2 separate regions of the Mus musculus genome follow, and region 1 is linked to region 2. The links are chromatin contacts, called in public HiChIP or PLAC-seq maps. All regions are on one chromosome and are shown on one strand. Each heading gives the region's core, a stretch centred on a gene start, on an enhancer-like site or on the middle of the called end of the contact. The rest is flanking DNA. Distances are from core to core; before and after follow the strand shown. Region 1 has its middle 48 kb from the start of Slc6a1. Region 2 holds the start of Slc6a1 (solute carrier family 6 (neurotransmitter transporter, GABA), member 1).

The links. HiChIP or PLAC-seq counts read pairs in DNA pulled down with a chosen protein or histone mark.
Region 1: a contact with region 2 is called in an H3K27ac HiChIP or PLAC-seq map of oligodendrocyte precursor cells, with 3 times the contacts expected there. The contact joins the enhancer-like site here to the promoter of Slc6a1 in region 2. A contact is called at or near these places in 10 of 39 promoter capture datasets (the 3T3-L1 cell line, cranial neural crest, embryonic stem cells and 7 more), 5 of 484 Hi-C or Micro-C datasets (adipose-derived mesenchymal stem cells, cortical neurons, myocytes and 1 more), 6 of 115 datasets of contacts at active chromatin or transcription factors (embryonic forebrain, embryonic hindbrain, embryonic midbrain and 3 more) and 2 of 9 other capture datasets (adipose tissue and pancreatic islet).

What each region holds. Positions count from the first base shown.
Region 1 is chr6:114,328,257-114,333,074 of GRCm38.p6, forward strand. No RefSeq gene overlaps it. Among named protein-coding and RNA genes, the nearest start is that of Slc6a1, 48 kb to the left of the region's middle. Within about 2 kb of position 1,490, at least 27 of the 459 cell types and tissues checked have an H3K27ac peak or open chromatin away from gene starts, as enhancers often do. A contact at or near this core is called in oligodendrocyte precursor cells, where this site is marked.
Region 2 is chr6:114,279,032-114,283,907 of GRCm38.p6, forward strand. It overlaps Slc6a1 (solute carrier family 6 (neurotransmitter transporter, GABA), member 1), which reads left to right and starts at 3,604. Exons shown (of 16, transcript NM_178703.4): 1 at 3,604-3,845.

The sequences.
Region 1 (4,818 bases), core at 240-2,739, 47 kb after region 2:
ATTAAAGGGGTGCAGTGTTAGGAAGGCTGAGAACCACTGCTCTAAGGGCTAGCCAGGGACTGGGAGTGCCTCCTCCAGCCAAAGATCCACACACAAATCCCAGGGGTTCCTGAAAGGCTCTGCCCTGCTAGAGCTCAACCTTCAGCCCTCTTCCACTGACCCCAAGTCTCTGATTCACCTCTGGTTCTGCCAGGGAAGCCCTGGTGTGACCTCTAACCCCTGCTTGGGAAAATCCTACACTTGTGGGTCGCTCCAGAGTACCACAAGTCTTTGAGAACCTTCCCTCCCCACCAGCTCTTGCCCTCGCTTGGCCTGTGCTCTGGGGGCTCCAGGGGAGACGCAGGGTGCCATCTTGACGAGTTCTTTGCAGCTTCACGGTCATCCCCCTCTCCGGAGACAGAAACTTTTCTTCTAAAGTGCCTGCCATGTCGTAAATGATGTCACCCCACTCATCCAATTCCACTCTCTGCAGTTTCTATTACAGCTAATTTGAAAATATTACATGGAAAAATTCCAGAAATAAGCAATCCATTCGCTTTAAGTTGTGGGCCATCCTGGGTACCACGATGAGAGCTCGCATCATCCTGCTGCATCCTACACAGGATGTGAGTCACGCCATTGTCTAGCATGTCCACACTGTGTACACTGCTCACCATCTTGTCACCTAGTAGCTGGCCTGGTCACCAGACAGTAGGGACTGCCAGAGTGCCTGAGTGCCACAGTGCCACAGCACTTGTGTTCAAAAGGGACCATTGATGTCATAGTCCTGCACCGCCACCACTCTTATGCCATGAGCCTCCCTACATCTCATCTTGTGGGCGTGACATCAGCTTGCACCACAGAAGGGTGAGTACAGAGTACAGCAAAATGGGATGCTCCAAGAGGCCATGTTTGTTTGACCACAGGGCGGGCGGGGGGGGGGGGGCTTGTTCATGTTATCAGTGTCTACTGTTGTTGATTTGTAACTGTACCTACTCTATAAATGAAGCTGCCGTAAGTGTGCATGTGTGGGAGGGAAGGGCCTGAGCAGGTTTGGTATCATTTGTGATTTCAGGCATCCATGGAAGTCCTAGAACATGTCACCCTGGGAAAGCAGGGTACGCTCTGACTGTCTGGATGGTAATAGGTGGCGGGATGAACATTGAGAAAGCTGGAAGGCAGATTAGGTAGCCTTAATTAATAATATTAATATTTCTTAATTGATAAATTAGGAAACCAACAAGCAGATAAATTAATGGATGATCGAATCCGGGCCCAGAGATAGCTAAGGGATGGGAGCTTCTGCCAAACTTTGTCAGTGCTGGTTCCCAAACCTGGCTATGGGTTCAAGTCCCCACCCCCACCTCAGAGCCACTCACTCAGCATCAGTAGATGTAGGAGGAGGCAGGGCAGCATTTTCAATTCCCTAGTGCCTAGAGTGCAGTAGAGGGATCTCAGAGTGTGGCTCCCAGGCTCTCACAGCCTAAGCAGACATCTGTGTTAAGTCTCATTATGCTTGCCTGTTGGAAGGGGCTGATGTGGGCCTGCTCATTTGCATGTCTGATAAGCTTCCAGTGCTCTGCTGCTGGCTGTGATCAATTGAGCCTGTGTTTGTCTCAGGACCTTTGCAGGGAGATGGTGGGAGGAGGGAGGAGGTGCTGCCCGCTGGTCTGGAGCGAGAAGCCTCAAGAGTGGGATAGATTGCTCGGTCAAATATCATTCTTTCTGTTCTCATCTTTGTAGATGACACAGCTGAGGTCTGGGGACGGGTATCAATTTGTCTAAAGCCTGACATCAATCTTAGGGGGGGGGGGAGTTTATTGAGCACTGCTGTGTGCCTCAGACACACGTTTGATGTCTGGTACTCAAGGCCAGGGTAGCCCTCCCTCTTGCTTGTTGACAGCAACCTTCCTGGGTTCATCTGTAGAAATGAGAGGGTCCTGAGGGATAGGGAATCGGCTTTATCTCCTGGCTTGAGAAAAGTCAAGAGCTGTGCAGGCACCTTGTGCCCCATACTATAAAGAAAGGAGCAGACCTCTGCCCCCTGCTGGCCCCTCTGCTCTGGGGAGTGGAGTGAACTGCAGGTCTCCCTTGGGTTGCTCGGGTTTCACACAGCTCATCTCCCTGTCTGTAGCATGCTCTCTGGAGATGTCATTGGAGGCAGGGGACCGGAGCCCAATGACCACTTTCCATTTTCTTCTCACACCAAGCTCTGATGTTGTTCAGGTATCAGGCAGCCTTGTGCTGTAGGTGAACATGGCTCTGTCTCAGCTGGTTGGTGAGTCTTGACTGGTCTATTCTAGTCGTATGGTCCTTTGCCCTGGAGAGTAGTTGGAAATCTGGGTGTGGGAGTAATCCTAGCCAATGAGATATGGTAGGTAGACTTGAAGCGTGGAGTTAGGAAGGGTTTGTGTGATTGTGTGTTGTTTGAGACAGGGTCTCTTTGCATCCTGGCTAGCCTAGAACTCACTTTGTAGACTGGGCTCGCCTCCAACTCACAGTGATCTCCCTGCTTCTGCCTCTTGAGTGTTGGGATCAAAGACATCTGTCATGTCCAGCATTTTGGGGTCTTATATGGTGGGTAAACAGATGGACACATGGGTGGGGAAGTGGATAGATGGCTTGTGGGGGTCACAATCAACATGTACAGTGCACTATTAAAGCTAAATCAAGGTGGCAGACACTCGGGTGGCCAATATACTATTAACTTACCTATGTTTAGAAACTTATGTCATTAAAAAAAAAAAAAAACGAAACAGGGTGGCAAGTATTTAATGAATCCAGGCATGTGCATGCTCTAGGGCCCAAAACTTCTACTCCCAAAGGTCTGCCTAACAAGAGACAGGCTTAGTGTTTGTTCCAACCCTCCCCTACCCCAAATGACAATTTGGGTTTCGCTCAGGCTGGACTCTGACCCATAGACACTCAGTATTCCTCAGAATTCTTATAAAGTGGCTTTGTTTGCCAGGAGAAGCCCTTTACTTTCTTATCTGCTCCTGCAGCCAGACTCCCGTTTCTGGAGAGGGCAGCTAGTCTTCTATTATCTCAAGCAAGCTTCCCAGGGATCAGAGCTCCACACTGGTTCCTAGGCTGTTCCAGATAAGGCTCCCTCCTCCCAGATACCCCATTCTCTTCATAACCAGCTAGATTTTCTCCGGGTCCTGCTTTTTTCTGCTTTCCCAAAAGAGGCCTGTAGCCGTCCGGAATAAACTTTTTCTTTTCCACCCACAGAGCAGCCATTTTGATAGTTTCTCTCCCATGCCCTAGAATGCACACGCACGGTATTTACCAGTAGATAGTACAAGAGCATTCACGCCAGCATTTCAACAGCCTTCACTGGAGGCCTCAGCGCTCACCAACAGGAGGATAGGTAGATTGTGAGATTTTTCAAATAACGGAAATAGAAATGAACAAGCCGGAGCTCCACGGGGCAGACTTGACTTCATCAATACAACCCTGGGCAAAGAACGCTGAGAATACCGTGTGTGGCAGCGTGAAGGCAGAGCTCAGAATCAGACCAGCTGAGCTGCCTTGCCTGTGTTGGGACTGATGACCAGAGGGGCACAGATGACCTAAAGGCTTGATGACCTGGTGCTGGCTGCCAGGGAGTAGTGGAACCTCACTTTCTTCTTTATTTTGTACCTCAGTTATGAGTGCCCCTCCCTGACTCTCTGTAGCTGGGTGAGAATGCTTAGCCCCACCCCCGCACCCCCCACCGCCCTCCCATCTTATGGCCAGGTGTGGAGAGGCCAGTCTTCTAAGATGGCACACCAGAAGGACAGGACCCGGCCTCCTGACAGCCTCTATGGCAACCTTGACTCTGACCTGCCTCCTGGCTTCTGTTTCAGATGGCAGATGCCTTCTCTAGCTGAGCCCTTTGCTAGAGTTGGCACTGCAAGCCTAACAGAAAAGGCCAGAGGCAAGCTTGGGTCCTGCAGGTATTGGACAGGAACAGAATGGTGGCGGCTTTCTCCGGGGAAAGAGCACGGCTTTTACCACAGTGGGGACTGGAAAGCAAGAGCAGGCTGCTTGGCACAAAGTGAGTTGGTATCGAGCTGGGGCTCCCTAGTCTTGTATGTCAGGACAGTGGGAGTAACGGGTCTCTCCTCTGCACTGTCTCTGTGAGTGCCTCACCCAAGTCGTGAGTTCCTCTCAGTCCTTGACGCTAGGCTGGGATAGGAACAAGCGTGTGGGGTGGGGAGGGCTAATCACCCACCAGTCATCCTCCCCTCCTTGCTGGTAAAATGGAAACCCATTCTGTTTGGGCAGCAGTAGACACAATCCATTGAGCAGCTTCCCAAGCCCAGCTTCTCCTTCCACCTCTGCAAGTGCCCTTCGCTCTGCCCAGAGTAGGAGACCATACCTGCCTTCCCCCAAGATGGCCGCTCCAGGTTCTTTCCTAAGGCCTGGAATTGGCGCCCTGCTCCAGAAAGACATCCTGGACTCTCCCACTTCTGTTTGGAATTGCTCCACCCCAAGATGCCACATCCCTACTCTGTTGCAGAAACTAACCTGACTAGGGCAGTGAGGGAATAAAGAAAGGGCAGAGATATACATAGGAAAGCCGGGATTGGATAAACTGGGCCATCTGATGGGGAAGCCTCGGCACCCGGAAACGCAGTGTGTGTGTTATTTGAAGTTCAACGGGGAGGTGGGTTATTATGGCATAGAGCTGATTGAGGAAGTGTGGTTAGGACACACAGATAAAGTAGGAGATGGGGGATGCCATGCAGCTGGATCAAGGAGATAGGCTTAGCTAACCTCAGTAGGATAAATCTCTCTGTGTGTGTTGGGGAGCAATCTTCAGGCCATAAACAAGGGGAGAAAGCTATGGTGGAC
Region 2 (4,876 bases), core at 2,354-4,853:
TCCAAGTTAAGGAAGAGAGGAGATTTTAATAATAGTAACAACAATAGTTCCAGCCATGTATTGAGTGCCTACTTTGTGCTAGGAACTCAGCTAGGTACCAGTCCTTCCAGCCCTTACACCTATCACAAATCTGTACCCCACCCCCATCCCCCGGGCTGTTGGCTTCCAGTCTTCTCTCCCTTTACTTCATCCTGTACATGGGCCAGCCTTAGCCTCCACACACTTGATCTTACGTCCCAGCAGCTCCCCAGTGCTCTCAGGATCAAGTCTCGGTTTTCTTTCTTTATGTGGTGTGTGGGTGAGTTGTCCACTCAGGCCCTTGATTCCTGAATGGAATCTCCCGACTCTGGTGTCTTCGTTTAGTCCTCCCCCAGTGTCTCACACCCAGTAGGTGTTCAATAAATATTTGTTGAGTCAATGAATACATAGAGGAAGCATTTTTCTAAATTAGGCCACAGAAACTGAAGTCATTTGCAAGCCAGCCACAAGAGCTGGGCAAACTTCTGTGTGCCATGTCTATTTTTATTTACTTAAATATTTCCTTTTTTTAGATTAAATAAGAGTATCTCAAAAGGAAACTTTACATCATATTGTAACTAAAAGACCAATATTGCTTGCCAGAAATAGATCTCCCTGAAAATGAGCACAAGGTCGAAGCAGAGATACACCCAGTGTATCCTAGACCCTGCTGCCCACCATCGCTGGAGGTACAGAGCTTTCACGCATGCTTGTCCTTGCTCCTGAGAGATATTAACCTCTGCTCAGCAACAACCCGAGGCTTGTCCTGTTGTATGAACACTCCCCTGACCACAGCTAGGGCCTGGCAGTGGACATTTTGGAAATGAGATGTTGCAGGGGCTGCCACCAGACTGTGACCTACCTGACAAATTCTCACTTGGGCTTTTCACAAGGGGCTGGGGGATCCCACCTGTGCCTGCCTTGCCTGTACACACACACACACACACACACACACACACACACACACACACACACCTGCCCCATGCATCGGAGATAGCACTCTGAACTCTACCATGCCAAGTTTGTGGTTTGACACCATCTGCCTAGTGGGCATGCCTTGAGGGATAAAGCTATCCTGGAGGCATCAGGGTGGGGATGGGGGACAGGGTGTGAGGAGGTTTTAATATGCAATAGGCAAACCTAAGAAGCTGTCTCAACAGCTGGGGCAGCTTTCAGTGGAAGGTTGTGGTCGTTTGACAATGCTTGGCCCATGGAAAGTGACACTATTAAAGGTTTGGCCTTTTCTCAAGGAAGCATGTTACTGTGTAGGCGGGCTTCGAGGGCAGCCCCTAGAGTTCAAGCTCAACCCCATGTAAAAGAGACCCTCCTGCTGCTGCCTTTGGATCAAGATGTAGAACTTAGGCTCCTCTCCAGCTTCATATCTGCCTGCATGCTGCCATGCTTCCCACCATGACGATGATGGGTTGAACTTCTGAAACTGTAAGCCAGCCCCAGGTAAATGTCGTCCTTTATAAGAATTGCTTTGGTCACGGTGTCTCTTCACAGCAACGGAAACCCAAAGTAAGACAGAGGTCAAACAGATGCAAAGATGGAAGTAAAAGCAGATCAATCATTCAAGACAGAGGGGCTGGAGAGATGGTTCACTGGTTAGAGCAGTAGCTGGGCTTTCAGCGAACCTGGATTTGGTTCCCAGCACACACATACTTGCTCACAACCATCTGTAATTCCAGTTCCAGGAGATGCAAGACTTTCTTCAGAAATCTGCAGGCACCGGGCACACACAAACGAGCATACCCACAGGCAAACATATAACATTAAAATGAATTAATCTTTAAAAGAGAGTAATTCGATTATTCAGAGAATCATTCTGCCTTCAGGCACAGCTGGATCACAGGGCTCAAACAACTTACATCCCTCCTCTGCCTCATTTCTGCCTTTCTCTGTGTTCCCTTACATTCAGGGAGGCTCCATTGCAGGCGTGGCGACCCCAGACTTAAAAACCTATTGGTGATTAAGGCTTTTGGGACAGGTCCTAGGTGGAGGTGCCATTGACCTAAAGTCTGACACTTGCCCTTGCTTTGAGGTAATATACCCTGGCTGGCATGGCTCTAGTCACATTTGCACGTAGGGTCAGGAGCTCTGTATCCAATCATATGCTTATGAGACGTGGGGAGAAGACCCTATAGTAAAAACTGAGCTCCCGAGACTAGAAGACGTTGAAATGATCATCAGGCAAGCCAAAGCACCCTCCCCACTTGCCTCCCTAATCTTTTTTGTTTTTTGAGATTTAGGGTTTCTCTGTGTAGCCCTGGCTGTCCTGGAACTCACTCTGTAGACCAGGCTTGTCTCGATCTCAGAAATCCACCTACCTCTGCCTCCCAAGTGCTGGGATTAAAAGCTGCTTCCCTAATCTTGTTGGGAGCCACGGCCACATTTCCCCTGACAGCTTTGTCGTTTCATCCACGCATCAGCTCCCACCCCAGTGGCACTTTCATGGGTGGACCTATGCCTCATCCCAACCTAGGCTGGGACCCTCATGGGTGGCCCTGGCAGAGCTTGTCAGTCTGGGCTCTCGAAAGGTTGTTTCGGAAAAAGCCCGTTTCTTTCACTTGCCCCATAAGAAGAGCAGTGGCCTGTGCGTCTACCATTGTGTCCCTAAGCCCAGACCAGAGTGTGTGGGGCTCACGGGAGCCCCAGAAAGATTCATTTGAAGTACACACAGTCAGCACCTGGTAACCAGTCAGGAGGCCATAGGGCCCTAAGCCTAGATGCTTGTGGGAGGAAGTGCGGAGAAAGAGTCAAAAGCTATGTAGCCTTTGGAAGTTGAGGTTGGAGACCCCAGGGTTAATGCAATTAGAGGATGGGAAGTCAGATATTGAATGCCAGACCCTGGGATAGAAGCAGGAGGCCATTGAAATTGGAGATAATGAATTCTTTCTGCGTCTTTGGGGAACATGGAAAAGGGAGAGATGCCCCTTTCCCCAAAGCCTCCACGGAAGGAGCCAGAAGGTCTGGACTTGGAAAGAGGTAGCTGGAGCTGGCCAGGGGCAGAGGTGTTCTAGATAATCCCTCACGCCTCAAGAACTGCAAGCAGAGCACCTAGGGTCCTTAGCCAACCCTGGGGGTTTCCAGTTTGTGGTTTGCTGCACACACACACACACACACACACACATCCTCCAAGACCAATCCTGCAGTGACAGTCTTTCCCAACCTAGTAGCTCAGGTGGTAACTTTGTTTCCCAAGAAGGAAGCTGCAGACAGGAGAGGTAGAGAGGAGGGAAGAGTCCTACCCCACTGCCACAATGCTTCCAAGAGAGATGTGACAGAGCCAGAGAAACCAAGAGACCAATTAAGGTAGACCTTTGAGGCCAGGAGACTGAAGGAGGGTGGAGGCCAAGGAAAAGAGGGAGAGGGAGCAGGGCTGGGAGAGAGAGAGGAGGTGGGAGGGAGATGGGGAAGAGAGGAGGCAGCAGGCAGAGAGAAGAGGCAAGGCGGGCAGGGCCTAGGAAGGAGGGGAGCAGGGCAGAGGGAGGAAAGAGAAGGGGGTAGGCGGAGGGAGGAGGAGGCAGGCAGAGGGAGGGGGAACAGGGCAGAAGGAAGAGGGAAGAGAGAGTAGGGCAGAGGTAACTGGGAGAGAGGAGCAGGAACAGAAAAGGTGGGAGATGGAGGCTGAAAGGTAGGGGCGGGCAAGACGGCACGGACAAGCCCCGCCTAGAGGGCGTGTCTTGACAGCCCCGCCCCCTCCGCCGGCCCTGGGAGCCCTAGAGAGCTGAGAGGTTGCAGGCGAGCTGCGCGAGCCCAGGAGCCCAGGCGCCCGCGTCCAAGCGCGGCCGAGCCCGGAGCGGCCCGCGCAGCCCCGGCCGCAGGTAGGAAGGGAGGCTGGCGTCGGGGCACTGGGTGGAGGGCGGGACCCTAGGCTGCATCGTCCCCCGTCCTCGCCCCACGACGTGCGCCAGCTGCATCCCAGGGATGCTCCGGAGGCGGGAGGGTCCCAAGAGGCCAGGTGCCGTCTATGTCCTAGTTCGTTCGCCAGCCGACGGCGGGGTGCCCAGGAGGGAGCCAGACCAACCTGCGCCACATCCCCAGTCTCCGCATGCCTTATTTATTAGGGGCGGGAGGATGGAGGGGCTGGGGACTACCCGAGGATGGAGACATCTCCTTCCCATCCCGGGGCAGCTCAAGCTCTTAAGAAACCTTGTCTCTAAGAAAGTGTACAGCAGCTGGGACTGAGCGCGCGCAAGCTGGCGCTGCTGTCCTGTTCACCTGAGAGATGCCCAGTGCAAAAGGTGGGTCGGGCCAGGACTTCCCGTGGTTTGCCTTTCCCAGGTTTTTTCTCTTTCCTTTCTGTGGCAATTATCACGGCTTCTCCATGCTTCCCTCCGTACCCACCCACCCCATGGGTGACACCCACAGATGTCCCGTTCTGTGTTTGCTTTAGGCTTCCAACAAGAGACTCAGAGTGGGCAGCTTTGTACGGAGCCAATGTCCTCTCAAAACAGACCTGAGTCTCAAGGGGAAAAATGGGTTTTTGAAAGCCAGTTTATAAGACCAAGACACCTGAGGTCTACTGGCTGGACCTCCTGCCCACCCACGAAGATCAGGGGTGAAAAGGACTGTGGCCACATCAGGGAAGGGACTATGTCCAGCCGAGTGGAACTTGATGCTAGCCCCAGTTTTTCTATGGCAAACAGGGAATGTGTTGGACAAAAGAAAAAAAAAATGGTGTGCTGGGTCCTGCCTATGTTCTCTGTTGTGAACTTTGGTGGAAACAGTGGAGCGTGCATACCCCAACTTCCAAATTGCAAAACAAAAGCGATCTGTGGGAATTCAAAGTGCCCTGCAGTCTTTCCCCACCCCAGTTCTGGAAAGGATGGATCAGGTCTTGATCAAAGCATCC